Linked DNA regions of Sus scrofa: all the other regions are linked to region 1. The links are chromatin contacts, called in public Hi-C and HiChIP or PLAC-seq maps. All regions are on one chromosome and are shown on one strand. The core of a region is the stretch at or near the end of the contact, and the rest is flanking DNA. Distances in the headings are between cores, read along the strand shown.

Region 1 (3,443 bases), core at 432-2,931:
TGAGTAGAATTAGAAAACCACAGACAGAAATGAGGAAACAGCTGTGTTTAGGTTTTGGCAGGTGGGCAGGGGATGGTAATTATATCACAAGGTTGCCAGTCATTGAATCGCAGCTACTACATGCTAGAAACCATGCCAGGTTCTTTACAGAATGGTTCCTAACCATTGCAGCAACCCTGCAAGGTAGGCCTTATTACTGTTATTCCAGTATTGCAAATGACACTGGAGCTGGAGTTTAAGGTGCATGTTCTGGTTGCCCAGCTGGCAGGTGGCAGGGTTGGGAGAGGGATCCAAGCCTACCAGGCTCTGAAGTCAGAGTGGTTTCCACATCCCTACTTCTTCTGTCACAAAGGGGTTGGGTGAGGGTGACTTGGGATTTACAGGTTCCCAGTGAAGGATTAAGAACATGGAGATTCAGGTCTGAGCAGGATATTTATAGATTTCACAGGAGAATTATTGGATTTGCTTCCAGAATTTCTATGGAATGAGAAGGTGAAAAGGATCATGGTGGGAGGTGATTCTTGAGGATTTCTTTGAAGGGGGGAACTGGAAGGAGGAGTCGGGCCCTCCAGGGACCTGGTGTGGGTTCTAGGCAGCAATCCGGTAGTTGGGGTGGACCTGGGGCCTGACGTCGCAGACCATGCCAAGAAGCTGGGCCAGGACACGTTCCCGATTTCTTTGCTGGGAGCTCTGCATGCCCTGTACCTGGCGTCTTGTAGCCTGCTCCACCTCAGCGGACAGGTTCCCCTGGGAGCCCATGGCCTGGGGGAGGTGGGGGAGAGAAAGGAAAAAGCAGAAACAGAGAAAGAAGGCATCCAGGCACATGGAGGGAAGGATCCTGGAGCAAGGCCAGGAAGAAAGGCCCTCTCCAAAACCACTGCCATCCACAGAAATATCCAGACATCAAAGAGAGCCACGTAATGCCCTCTCCTCTAAGACCTGACAGGCAGCATCATCCTACAACAGACCATACAATCCCCACCGCCTCACCACATGCGCCCATAAAACTCTGCCCTCCACCCCAAATGTCATACTCTGCATGGACTGTGACATCCCCCTACCTCCACAAGCTATACAAGTCCTTTAAAGCTCCCAGACTCTCTTACGTATTGCAAAGCTCCATCAGCAATGTGGTCCTCGCCAGAGTCCCCTTCAGCGAGGGGACCCCTCCACCTTTTTTTCTTGTGGAATCACCCTGTATACACCTCACCAGATAGACCTATCAAGTTGCATCCCAGGGTCCCATCCCAGCTCCCCCATGACTTACTGCTTGCTGCTTGCTCTGGAATTCCTGCTCTCTCTCTCTGCGGTATTGCTCCACTTCCATCTGTGCCTCTTCCTTTGCCTGCTTCAGGCGCCGCGCCTTCCCTGGTAACAGAAGAAAGGACAGAAAGTGGAGGTAGACCCTCCCCACCACCACTAAATCTGAGAGTATGGGTCACTCCCTTCGGAAAAGTTATTCTGCCTTCTCTCAGTCAGCTAGATGCTAGATTCTGACACCCATTTCTTCCTTCCTAATAAGCCACCCCAGCTCCTTCCTCCCCACCAGCCTTGGGTTATCCGAAGGACTCAAATGTTTGCTGTATCCCTACCCCCAGTTTTCTCTCTGGACTCCTAAGGGAGAAATGAAGAGACTCACTCTTTCTGGCATCTGCCACCTTCTCAGCGGCCCGCTTCTCAGCTTGCAGGAGCTGCTGGATGCCCTGGGATTGACTGGCCATTTCTGTCGTTTATGACCGATGCTGTTTCGGATGCTATCAAGGTACCAGACGGCTCTCCCCCACACTGCCTACTTCTCCTCCCCCAGCTGTTTGCTGCAGCCTTCCACTACCCCTGGGTCTTAGTGCTCCTCTTTTCTTTCAGCCTTCTGCACCGGGTGTGCCCCCCAAATTGATCCTCCGATTGATGATGACTGCTCCTTTTCGCTCACCTCTTCCTCTGGCAGTACCCAAAATTACCGCCTGGGGGCAGCAGAGACCAGGCCCAAAGCTCCCCACAACCGTCGTCGCAGGTGCAGGGTTTTCCCACTTGGAAGGGCTAGGAATGCGGGCAGGGGTCAGGAGGAGAGAAATATCTGGGAGAGAAGGAGACATAGAAGGATTGAGAATGGGGTGAGGAGGTAAATCAATCATCCTGGGTGGTGTGTTGGGCATAGAGTATGCTGGGCTTCTCTAAATTCCAACTTGTCTTCCCCTTTTTTTCTCCCTCTCATTTCTATCTCCTTTTTCTACTTTCTCAATTCCAGATATCTCCATTCATCTCACTTGCTTTATTTTCTTGTGTCTTTTCCTGTGTTTTTCTCCTTTATGACCTGTCCCTTTCTCGGCCTTGCTGTGGTTTTGGTTTTGCATTTTCACCGTGATTTTTATCCTGTCTCCCCTGTTTTCTCTCCTCATCTTTTCGTCTATTACTGAATCATCTCTCTCCTTCCAGTTGGGGGAGGCGGGGTTCAACCTCCAGCTAGCCCTTGCCTCTGCTGCTTTTTCTGGCGTATCGTAGTCTTCCGGTTTCAGACGGACCCTTTATCTTAAGTTCCCTAGGTTCCCCCCCGGAGGCTAGAGCAAGGAAACACCTCCCGCCCCCCTCGGGGAGGAACGACATCCGGTAACGCGCTTCAGTTCATTTCCGCCCTTTACCGGCGTGTCCGCTTGCGCCATTTCCGTCAGCCTAGAGTGTCTCCGCCCTTCCCGCCTCCCTTCCTCGCAGCGTCTTAAACATAGGCCTCGGGCCTACTGCTCCGGGGGTACTTAGGGGGGCGGGGGGCAGGTCTGATGAGTAACCCCTCCCCCCAAGTCCCAGAGGGAGAAGCCTCTACATCTGTCTGCCGGGTACATTATATTCAATTTCTAGATCATTATTTGAAATTGTGACTTTTTAAAATTCAAATTTCTGTTGATAAAAATTTCCCTCATCAGTCTTTTATTATATAACAAAATCCTTTATTAAAAATTTATGTGGGCCAATGAGCCGCAAAGTAATCATTTATCCTTTTCTCATTAAAAAAATTAAATGTGACCCCAGCTCCCTCCTCAAAATTTTTCTTCAAACTTATCTGGTAAAGAGATGAGGATTAGGACTGGCCCTCATCTTTTGCTGAAGATACGAGGAGAAATGGGGAACGGAAGGGAGGAACAGAGAGAATGTCAAAGATGGAAGAGGGAGGGACCATCCAAGGCTGAGGTCCTGACTGCTGCCTTTTTTTTCCTTCTTTCTCAGCCCAAGAGTTCCATGGCCTCCACCTCCCGTCGCCAACGCCGAGAGCGTCGCTTCCGTCGTTATTTGTCTGCAGGACGGCTGGTCCGGGCCCAAGCCCTCCTCCAGCGACACCCGGGCCTTGATGTAGATGCTGGGCAGCCCCCACCACTGCACCGGGCCTGTGCCCGCCACGATGCCCCTGCCCTCTGCCTGCTTCTTCGGCTTGGGGCTGACCCTGCCCACCAGGA
Region 2 (3,258 bases), core at 41-2,540, 230 kb after region 1:
GCAGATGCAGCTCAGATCCGGAGTTGCTGTGGCTGTGGTGTAAGCTGGTGGCTACAGCTCCGATTCGACCCCTAGCCTGGGAACCTCCATATGCTGCAGGAGAGGCCCTAGAAAAGGCAAAAAGACAAAAGAAAACAAAAACAAAAAAATCCAAAAAGTACTAAATATTGAACCTGTGCTCAACATTCTGTGAGGAGATGGTGTTATAAGGACGGTAAGGCACAGACCCACTCTGAAAAGACTTCCGGCTGTAATCTTGTGTGATTTGCTCTCTTTTCCCCTACTTTCCCTCCTCTTCATTGCATTTCTCCCCAGCCAACTGTCATCAGTCCAGGCCTGGTGCCTCTGCACCAGTCTCCTGGTGTTCTACTTCTTTCCCTGGCCCTAGTCTTTTCCTACAATTCAGTAACGTCTAACCTTATCAGTTTCAGATCCATCGAGCCCTCCCTCACTCAGAAACGGCAGAGCATCTGGCATCAGATTATGTGCTCTGACACATCTTTTAATCTTCTCAACATGTCCTCAATTTTCGTTTCCATAGGCATAGGAAGACCAAGGCTCCCGGAGGTCAAGAAAGCTGCCCACGTCTGCCACACCAGATGGCAAGTAGGGGTGACCAGTCTTTTTCTGACATAGTATCTTTCTGGCTCACTGCCCTCTTCGAAATTCCCTCCTGCCCCTCTCCCCCGCTCAGCTTCTTCTCACCTGGGGGTCCTGGGCAGAGCTTCGGAGTCCCAAAGCTGGCAGCGTTGCCCCACAGGCAGCTGGTATTAGCTCCGTGTCTGCGTAACTGACCCACTGCTGGACAAGGACAGCGGCCCGACTACCTCCAGGGCCCCCCAGGCCTGCTGGCCACAGCAGCTGGGCCACGGCCGTGGCTCCCCACACCCAGAGCCCACCGGGCCCCTGCTCCAGGGCGGGCAGGCGGGGTGGGGGAAAGGGAGTCCTGCTGGCCGGGGGCGGCTGAAGACAGACGCGGGGGTGGGCTCCTCCCCATCCTGGACCCTCCCCAGCCTCGCCGTAGCGGGCAGCTATGAGGGCTCGGAGGCTGGGGAAGGCATCGGGGTGAGGAGAGACGTAGAGGATGGACATGGTTGTGCAGGAAGTCCGAACGAGGTGGAAAAACCCTAAGAGAAAAGGGGACAGAGTAAGACCGAGGGACCCGGGGGCTCCTGAGTAGCTCCCCTACCTCAGGCTCCCGAGGCCCCCAGAACTGAGGATCTGATGGGGCCTCAAGATCCGAGGACCCTGCTCTCGGAGTGGCAATGACAGTGGGTAACTCCCCAAGCCCGCGAGCCCTACGGGCGTGGGGAGGCTCGAAAGAGCCTCTCCGCGGCCAGTAGGACGCGGGTTCAGGCCACATGTACCTACTGGAGGGAGATGGTCACACAGAGCCGGGCATCCACCTCATAGCCGGGCGCCGGCCGAAGTTAGACGGGCCTGGCAACCGGGGCTGAGGCGTCCGGCGGGCGGGGATGGTGGGCGGTCCTCCCGGTGACCCTAGATCCCTGCGACAGCCGCCCGGGCAATCTGCGCCCACGTGTTCCCCCCTTTGTGACTACGAGCGTTTCCGGGCCCCGGGGTCCTGGCACGGGCGCCCGTGCCCCGCCTGCGTGTGCCGGCGCTGCCTGGCCGATCTTGGCCCAGGGGTGCGCCGCCCGCCGCAGACTGCGCTCCCGAGGAACCGTGCGGGCCGCGGGCACGGGAGACGGGGTCGGGGAGGACGCGCCGGGAACCGCACTCCCGTCAGGCGCCGCCGCGGGCACCCCGTACGGGTCCTCGGGCGGGGCGGGGTGGGGCGGGGGGGGCGGGGCGGGGCGGGGCGGGAGGGCGGTGCCAGCGGGCCTTCACGCGGCGGCGGCGGAGGGCGGCTCCTGACGCCAACGTGGGTAGGGGTCCGTTTGGCCGAGGTCCTGGTGTCCAGCTTCTCCTTGAGCCTCATTTCCTTCTACGTGGGAGGAGGGAGTCGAATTGGATGGCTTCTAACGGCCCTTCGTCCTGAGAACCCTCATCTGGGGCGGGAACTCTTACTTGCTAAATGAGTTTAGAGTTAATTCCCAGTCACAACTCTCCACAATGAAAGTTGTCACTTGTATTTATATGCAATAGATATTGGGGAAGCACTAGATCCAGCATCAAACGCATTTAGGTGTCTCATTAGCTTCCACCTTAATACAAGGACAGCAAACATTCGCAGGTACAGTATTAGGAAAAGGCTATGGTAGGTAGGCTGCATAGGTAGGGGGCATGCAGTCCAACTGAGGTACGGTTTGTATCAGGAAGAGTGGTAGCCAATACGGACAGGACGGGTTGGGGCCTTGGCTTGGGTAATGAGAGTAACAGGGCTGGGTGAATTCAGCATCCCTTTCCCACTCTCTAGCCCCCTTCCCAAAACACAGAACCAGAACTCGAATTTGCATCATAAATTTTATTCCCGATGCGGGACAGATTCCTTCCATCCCCAGAATGAATCACATGCTACCCTAGAAAGACCTGGGAGATTCTCCCACCTCCAGGGAAGAAGTGAGAAAGGCAGGTGCTGGGGATAGGGAAGGCTTCGCAGTTCCCGGGCTTCCTTTTCCTCCCCTTCTCAATACAGGAGAGTAGCTCTCCATTATTATTACTCTCATCCACTCATCCCTTAAAAAAAACACAAAAACTTTGCTGTGAAAAAAACAACACCTCAAGTATGGGAGGGAGGCATCCTGAGCTGGGACATGAGGCTCAGAATCACCGATGGAAGGAGGGAAAGGGAGGAGCAGCCATCACTGCTTCTGTTGCAGGGCCTCCTTCCTTGCTGCGTCCTGTAGCAACTGTGTGTCAACCTCATCTGCTGGCAACTGCACATAGCGAACCACTGAGCCTCGGATGAAGCAGTTCTTCACTGATAACTGGACAAAGATACACAAATGTAAAAAAAAAACACGCTTCAAAAATGTCCTCTATCCACCCAGGGACCTCCTGCTTTGAGAGGTGTTTCCTCATCTCTACCATCTACAACTCACCATGTGAGGGTATTTCTCAGGGTCTGTGACACTGATGTCAGTTAGTTTGATGTTGAGATACTAAGAAAAGAAGATGAACACCATCATTAGAACCAGAGACAAGATGCAAGTTCCCAGCCCTTAAGCTCTCCCCTCTCCTTCCCCAAGACCCTATCAGGGCCCTTGTTACAGTCTTACCTGATCCACAGAATGGAGGGTTCCACAGATGCTGTCAGAGGTAGAGAAAAGAAAAACCAAAATAGTTTATACCTAA
Region 3 (3,076 bases), core at 375-2,874, 180 kb after region 1:
AAGTATGTGATTGGAGTTCCCATCCTGGCGCAGTGGTTAACAAATCCCACTAGGAACCATGAGGTTGTGGGTTTGATCCCTGGCCTTGCTCAGTGGGTTAAGGATCTGGCGTTGCCGTGAGCTGTGGTGTAGGTTGCAGATGCGGCTTGGATCCCGTGTTGATGTGGCTCTGGCGTAGGCTGGTGGCTACAGCTCTGATTAGACCCCTAGCCTGGGAGCCTCCGTATGCCGCAGGAGCGGTCCTAGAAAAGGCAAAAAGACAAAAAAAAAAAAAAAAAAAAAGTATGTGATTGTTTATTTCTATCTCCCTTACCATCTCCTTCTTCTCCTCCCCTCACACACACAGACTCAAAAATCAGGCTTATGGAATAAGGACTTAATTATAATCCCTGCTTCCAGTCCACGGACCTGGCCCAGAATGAATGACACCCTTCTGTCCTTAGGGGTGTGTGTGAGTGTGTGTGTAGGGGTAGGGGCATGTCCCAGTAGAGGTGTAGGTATTCTTATCAGGTCTAGCGCTCTCTGCCAGAAGTTGGTGTAATTCGAATGGTTCTATCTTCTCCTGGGGCGCCGAAATTATTAATTAGGCCCTGTGACCCCTGTGGGAGGAATCATACTCAGCACCCAGGCAAATGTGGGCTGAGATAGGAGCCTCGTTTCTTATGTTTACGTATTTATTTAAAATTCTCAAATGGCTCTTAATATGTTTGCCAGACACTGTTCTAAGCTCTTTATACCTATTAACTTGGAATTGTTGGCACAGGTTGAATTACTATTGCTTATCTCCACTCTTCAGAGAAAAAAAAAAAAAATCAAAAAGCCGCGTCTCTGTTCCTTTAAGGTCGGCCTCTTCTCCAGATTCTCCTATAAGGTTCCGGGGGCGGGGGGGGGGGGGCTAAATTCAAGCTCTGCTTTGGATCTTCTCACAGGCTCCACCCCGCGTCAATCACAGCCCAGCAATCTGACTGCCAGAGGCCTGGGTGCTAGGCAACTGCAGAGGGCGGGAAGTTTGAACGTTCTGGTCCTGCCCTATATGCGAATAAGCCAATCATCGTCCAGTCTTTTCTGCGGGCCTCTGCTCCTTTTCATTCTGTTGGATGTCTATGCAGGATCCGGGTCTCTTCAACCAATAGTGTCTAGGAAGGCGGGGCATGTGCGCGCGCACCCCGCCGTCGCGCCGACGGCACACCCCTACCTCCTGCTCGCGGCTGTTAGTGACGCGGTCTTGCACACGTCGCAACCCAGGTGACTGAAAACGCGGGAAAATACCGCCAGTTGTCCGCGTCTGAGTGGGGTAGTCTAGAGCTTGAGGCTGTGATTTCTGGGGCCTGGTTGGCTGGGGAGAAGAGAGGAGGTGTGCACAGTTCGCCCCTTGGGGCTCTCAGGCTGTTTGCCAAGTACAGCCTCTGCGTGACAGAAATGGGGGGGGGTGGAGTTTCCCACAGCCTGTACTTTAGTGAAATACCCGAGAAATCGCTCCTCCAAATGCCTTGCACTTGTGACCACATCTCTCGCAGGCCCTCGCAGCCCTGCCCCCTCGGCCTTCTCCCATTAATCCTCAGTAGATTCGTATTTCTGCACACACCCCCCACCCTCTCCTTCTCGCGGGAGAGATCTCGCTCCTGAACCGCCTTCATTTTCTGCATCCACAGAGCCTCCACGGCCATGGCTTCCGTAGGAGCGACCTCAGGCAGGACGCCGCAGGAGCCGGGACCCGGGGAGGCCCCGACCAGCCTCCCCAGCCTGGCCCCAGTGCCCGGCTTCGGGGAGGGGGAGGAGGAGGAAGAGGAGGAACCCGCGGAGGTCGGGGCTGGGGTGATGTGGGGGGCGGGAGAGCAGGAGCTGGAAATTGGAGAGGGGGAGTTAATTGGAACGTCTGATTGTTAGAAGGTAAAGCGGCTGGGAAGAGCTGTGCTAGTTACTTGCCTCCACTGAGTGTCGGTTTCACATTTACTGAATGGTGATGTTGATGCCTATCTCAGAGGGGTTCTTTTTTTTTGTTTATTTTGGGGAGTTCCCGGACCAAGGAGCCAACCCGAACTACTGCAGCCACCCAAGCCACTGCTGTGACAAAGCTGCCCGATCCTTAACCCACTGAGCTACGAAAAAACCCCTATCTCAGAGTTGATAAGATGATTAAAATTAAATGAGGCATGGCCCAACCCTGGTTCAAATTTTAGTTTCCTTCCTTGCTGGACAGATTCATCTGTGTGTGCTGTGGAATTCAGGACACCTGGGCATTGCCTACTATGACACTGGTGACTCCACCATCCACTTCATGCCAGATGCCCCAGACCATGAGAGCCTCAAGCTGCTGCAGAGAGGTGAGGACAGAGCTATGCATTCCTCTTCTATGGGGCTGGAAGTGTATTTCACACATATGTCCTTAGCTGACTCAATCTATTTTATTAATTGACTCCTAGAGGCTCCCTTTGTTGTTTTTAGTAATTGACGCCAAGAGACTCCCTTTGTTGTTTTTAGGAATTCAGCTTATTATCCGCAAGTGTACCAGGTGCTGGAGATTTAATCTCATGCCTGACTCCTCCTATCTATGCTCCCAATGTGGGGGCACTCCCTACTCTTAGAGGGAGGAAATAAATTGTATGGGGTGAAGGGAGATAGCAAGGGGAAGACTACAGATTTCCTTTTGGGCAAAAGATAAAAATCTTTGAACTCGTTTGTTCTCCATTCTCCTTTCAAGTTCTGGATGAAATCAATCCCCTGTCTGTTGTTACCAGCGCCAAACAGGATGAGAATATGACCCGATTTCTGGGAAAGCTTGGTAAGGACTAAGTAAGCGAAAGGGGGAAAATGGGAAGGACTGAAGTATGGAATGTTCCAGGAGACTAAAGGGTCTTGGAGGAGTTACAGCCAGGTGACCAGAATTGAGTGAGAGGGAAGGTGGAACAGAGGCACAAGGACTTAGATGTACAGACTGATGGTCCTTTCTTTTCTTTTTTAAAAAATTTGTTTTTGTTTGTTTATTTATTTTTTTTTCAGCCACACTTACAGCATATGGAAGTTCCCAGGTCAGGGATTGAAACCTAGATGAATCTGCAACTACGCGGCTGTGTAG
Region 4 (3,315 bases), core at 436-2,935, 250 kb after region 1:
TTTCTTGTACTAAAGACATTTGGGAACAGCAATGAGTCTCTTGGGGGGGGGGGCTGTGAACCCTATACTATTGCTTTAATGTCTCTCATATTTTCGTTTTAAGCGCCTTGCATTGTCCACAAAGGATGAAAATACAAAGGCCAAAATAAATTACCAAAAGTGCCTGCATTTAAAACAGGAGGGAAAGTAACACGCAGACAGTTGAAATCTAGGAGTAAAAAACAGTGTGGCTAAATTGAGTGCAGGGTAAATAACCTAAAGTTTTAGAGGAGCTAGAACCTGGGTCCAGAGAATTCCTCCTGCTTTAGAGCATCAGGCCCAACAGTTAGCTTAAAATGGGCCACGTGCCAACCAGATAAAACGTTTGAAGCTGTTAAAGAGAAAGGACCATTGCCCCCCCTCCCCCACAGGCTCACCACATCCATTTATTCAAAAGCAGTGGACAGTTTACCCCGTTCGCAAGCGACACAGTAGAAGTACGAACTACCTATCATCTGTGGCTGAACTACTAATTAAAGAAGACATCAAGAAGGTGAGGGGGGTGGGGGTCCCCGGACCACAGGCTGGGAAAAATGAGGAACTGGGAGAAGCCCAAAAGGCTTAAAGACAGCAGATTTTCTACGGAATTTTTTCCTCTTCTTCGAGCCCCAGTCCAGCCCCAGGCGAAAGGGAGCGGCTCTGGGCGGGGATAGGGGCGCGGTGGGTCCAGCCCCGCCTTTCCCTCCCCACGCCCTTGACCGAGCACGTCCCTTCTAAGGCGCTGGGAACCTTCTCCCATTTAAGAACCTTCTATTGGCCTGATTGCTTTCCTTTTGAAAACTGAAATTTCCCCATCCCCAGATATTCCATCAGTGTAAGGCTTACGATGACACCAAAAACCATACTGCAGGATCTCTTTTCTTGTCCTCATTTTAAAAACAAGATGGGAAAAACCCAGGGACGGTGAAGGCAGTTCTCAGGCAGCCCAGACAGGCAGTCCCGCCCCTCCGCTCCTTCCATCAGCATCAGGCTCCAATTAGGCTCTTTGACCCCCAGAAACTTGGGAACTTTGTTTTGGTTGTCCCCAAATCCTGTAGCCCTTAATCCTACTTTTAAACAGACAAACTAATTTGAGCCCTACATGCCTCTCACCGCCCCATTACAAGCGTAATGCTGATCCTTCCGGTCAATTTCCACCTACTCCAATGCCGGCTCCCAGGGAAGAGGAAGGAAAAAAAAACAACAAGGGTGCCAGTGCAAACAGCGAACCTCCACAGCATCTCTTCCCCCCTCCCTTGAGGACTCCGGTTTCCTCCCGCGAATCCCAGAAGAGTCTGGAGAGTTCTGGGAGGGGCGGCAGCCAGGGCGCTGATTGGCCCCAGAAAGCCAGGGGGCAGGACGCGAGGCGAAACCTCTGGAATATTCCCGACCTGGCAGCCCCGCCGAGCTCGGGGATTGGCTGAGGAGGGAAAAGGCGGGGCTTGAGGAAAAAAATATAAACACAGAGCCGCCCCCAGGGAAACAGCGAGCCCGGGAAGAGCTGCTAAGACTTCCTCTGCGGTCTGTGAGCGCAGCCTTGGCAGATCCGTTGCCTCCGAGGACCACCGCGGGCAGAAGCGGCGCGTTCGGTTTCCGGTTTCAGAGCTCTCGTCTGGGATCCCGGTTTCGAGTCTAGAGGCTGTTTGCGGAGAGAGCAGGCCAGCGACATGGCGAAGAGCGTGGCCATCGGCATCGACCTGGGCACCACGTACTCGTGCGTGGGGGTGTTCCAGCACGGCAAGGTGGAGATCATCGCCAACGACCAGGGCAACCGCACCACCCCCAGCTACGTGGCCTTCACGGACACCGAGCGGCTGATCGGCGATGCGGCCAAGAACCAGGTGGCGCTGAACCCGCAGAACACGGTGTTTGACGCGAAGCGGCTGATCGGGCGCAAGTTCGGCGACCCGGTGGTGCAGGCGGACATGAAGCACTGGCCCTTCCGGGTGATCAACGACGGGGACAAGCCCAAGGTGCAGGTGAGCTACAAGGGCGAGACCAAGGCGTTCTACCCGGAGGAGATCTCGTCGATGGTGCTGACCAAGATGAAGGAGATCGCCGAGGCGTACCTGGGCCACCCGGTGAGCAACGCGGTGATCACGGTGCCGGCCTACTTCAACGACTCGCAGCGGCAGGCCACCAAGGATGCGGGGGTGATCGCGGGGCTGAACGTGCTGCGGATCATCAACGAGCCCACGGCGGCGGCCATCGCCTACGGCCTGGACAGGACGGGCAAGGGGGAGCGCAACGTGCTGATCTTCGACCTGGGCGGGGGCACGTTCGACGTGTCCATCCTGACGATCGACGACGGCATCTTCGAGGTGAAGGCCACGGCGGGGGACACGCACCTGGGCGGCGAGGACTTCGACAACAGGCTGGTGAACCACTTCGTGGAGGAGTTCAAGAGGAAGCACAAGAAGGACATCAGCCAGAACAAGCGGGCGGTGAGGCGGCTGCGCACGGCCTGCGAGCGGGCCAAGAGGACCCTGTCGTCCAGCACGCAGGCCAGCCTGGAGATCGACTCCCTGTTCGAGGGCATCGACTTCTACACGTCCATCACCCGGGCGCGCTTCGAGGAGCTGTGCTCGGACCTGTTCCGCAGCACCCTGGAGCCGGTGGAGAAGGCTCTGCGCGACGCGAAGCTGGACAAGGCCCAGATCCACGACCTGGTGCTGGTGGGGGGCTCGACGCGCATCCCCAAGGTGCAGAAGCTGCTGCAGGACTTCTTCAACGGGCGCGACCTCAACAAGAGCATCAACCCGGACGAGGCGGTGGCGTATGGGGCGGCGGTGCAGGCGGCCATCCTGATGGGCGACAAGTCGGAGAACGTGCAGGACCTGCTGCTGCTGGACGTGGCCCCGCTGTCGCTGGGGCTGGAGACGGCCGGCGGCGTGATGACGGCGCTGATCAAGCGCAACTCCACCATCCCCACCAAGCAGACGCAGATCTTCACCACGTACTCGGACAACCAGCCGGGCGTGCTGATCCAGGTGTACGAGGGCGAGAGGGCCATGACGCGGGACAACAACCTGCTGGGGCGCTTCGAGCTGAGCGGCATCCCGCCGGCCCCGCGGGGGGTGCCCCAGATCGAGGTGACCTTCGACATCGACGCCAACGGCATCCTGAACGTCACGGCGACGGACAAGAGCACGGGCAAGGCCAACAAGATCACCATCACCAACGACAAGGGCCGGCTGAGCAAGGAGGAGATCGAGCGCATGGTGCAGGAGGCGGAGAAGTACAAAGCGGAGGACGAGATCCAGCGCGAGAGGGTGTCGGCCAAGAACGCGCTGGAGT

Evidence for each region. A called contact is a pair of places that touch in the nucleus more often than the background predicts. HiChIP or PLAC-seq counts read pairs in DNA pulled down with a chosen protein or histone mark.
Region 2: a Hi-C map of retroperitoneal adipose tissue shows a contact between it and region 1, with 2.0 times the contacts expected there. The contact joins the promoter of VARS here to the promoter of NFKBIL1 in region 1. A contact is called at or near these places in 3 of 5 promoter capture datasets (fetal liver, fetal skeletal muscle and liver), 11 of 47 Hi-C or Micro-C datasets (alveolar macrophages, embryonic fibroblasts, epiblast stem cells and 6 more) and 2 of 2 datasets of contacts at active chromatin or transcription factors (alveolar macrophages and skeletal muscle).
Region 3: a Hi-C map of liver shows a contact between it and region 1, with 5 times the contacts expected there. The contact joins the promoter of MSH5 here to the promoter of NFKBIL1 in region 1. A contact is called at or near these places in 2 of 5 promoter capture datasets (fetal liver and liver), 2 of 47 Hi-C or Micro-C datasets (fetal liver and liver) and 1 of 2 datasets of contacts at active chromatin or transcription factors (alveolar macrophages).
Region 4: a contact with region 1 is called in an H3K27ac HiChIP or PLAC-seq map of alveolar macrophages. The contact joins the promoter of HSP70.2 here to the promoter of NFKBIL1 in region 1. A contact is called at or near these places in 2 of 5 promoter capture datasets (fetal liver and liver) and 1 of 2 datasets of contacts at active chromatin or transcription factors (alveolar macrophages).

What each region holds. Positions count from the first base shown.
Region 1 is chr7:23,671,321-23,674,763 of Sscrofa11.1, forward strand. It overlaps NFKBIL1 (NF-kappa-B inhibitor-like protein 1), which reads left to right and starts at 1,682. Exons shown (of 5, transcript XM_021098451.1): 1 at 1,682-1,762; 2 at 1,864-2,011; 3 at 3,217-3,443. The coding sequence starts at 3,229. It overlaps ATP6V1G2 (ATPase H+ transporting V1 subunit G2), which reads right to left and starts at 1,721. Exons shown (of 3, transcript NM_001145380.1): 1 at 1,640-1,721; 2 at 1,268-1,368; 3 at 589-762. The coding sequence starts at 1,721. The coding sequence ends at 589.
Region 2 is chr7:23,897,975-23,901,232 of Sscrofa11.1, forward strand. VARS (valyl-tRNA synthetase) reads right to left here and starts at 1,291. Exons shown (of 33, transcript NM_001195378.1): 1 at 706-1,291. The coding sequence starts at 1,092. It overlaps LSM2 (LSM2 homolog, U6 small nuclear RNA and mRNA degradation associated), which reads right to left. Exons shown (of 5, transcript NM_001123136.1): 3 at 3,183-3,213; 4 at 3,006-3,065; 5 at 2,411-2,891. The coding sequence ends at 2,766.
Region 3 is chr7:23,851,727-23,854,802 of Sscrofa11.1, forward strand. It overlaps MSH5 (mutS homolog 5), which reads left to right and starts at 1,625. Exons shown (of 24, transcript NM_001195358.1): 1 at 1,625-1,815; 2 at 2,201-2,324; 3 at 2,702-2,782. The coding sequence starts at 1,666.
Region 4 is chr7:23,924,244-23,927,558 of Sscrofa11.1, forward strand. HSP70.2 (heat shock protein 70.2) reads left to right here and starts at 1,686. Exons shown (of 1, transcript NM_213766.1): 1 at 1,686-3,315. The coding sequence starts at 1,686. It also overlaps a transcript of HSPA1L not described here.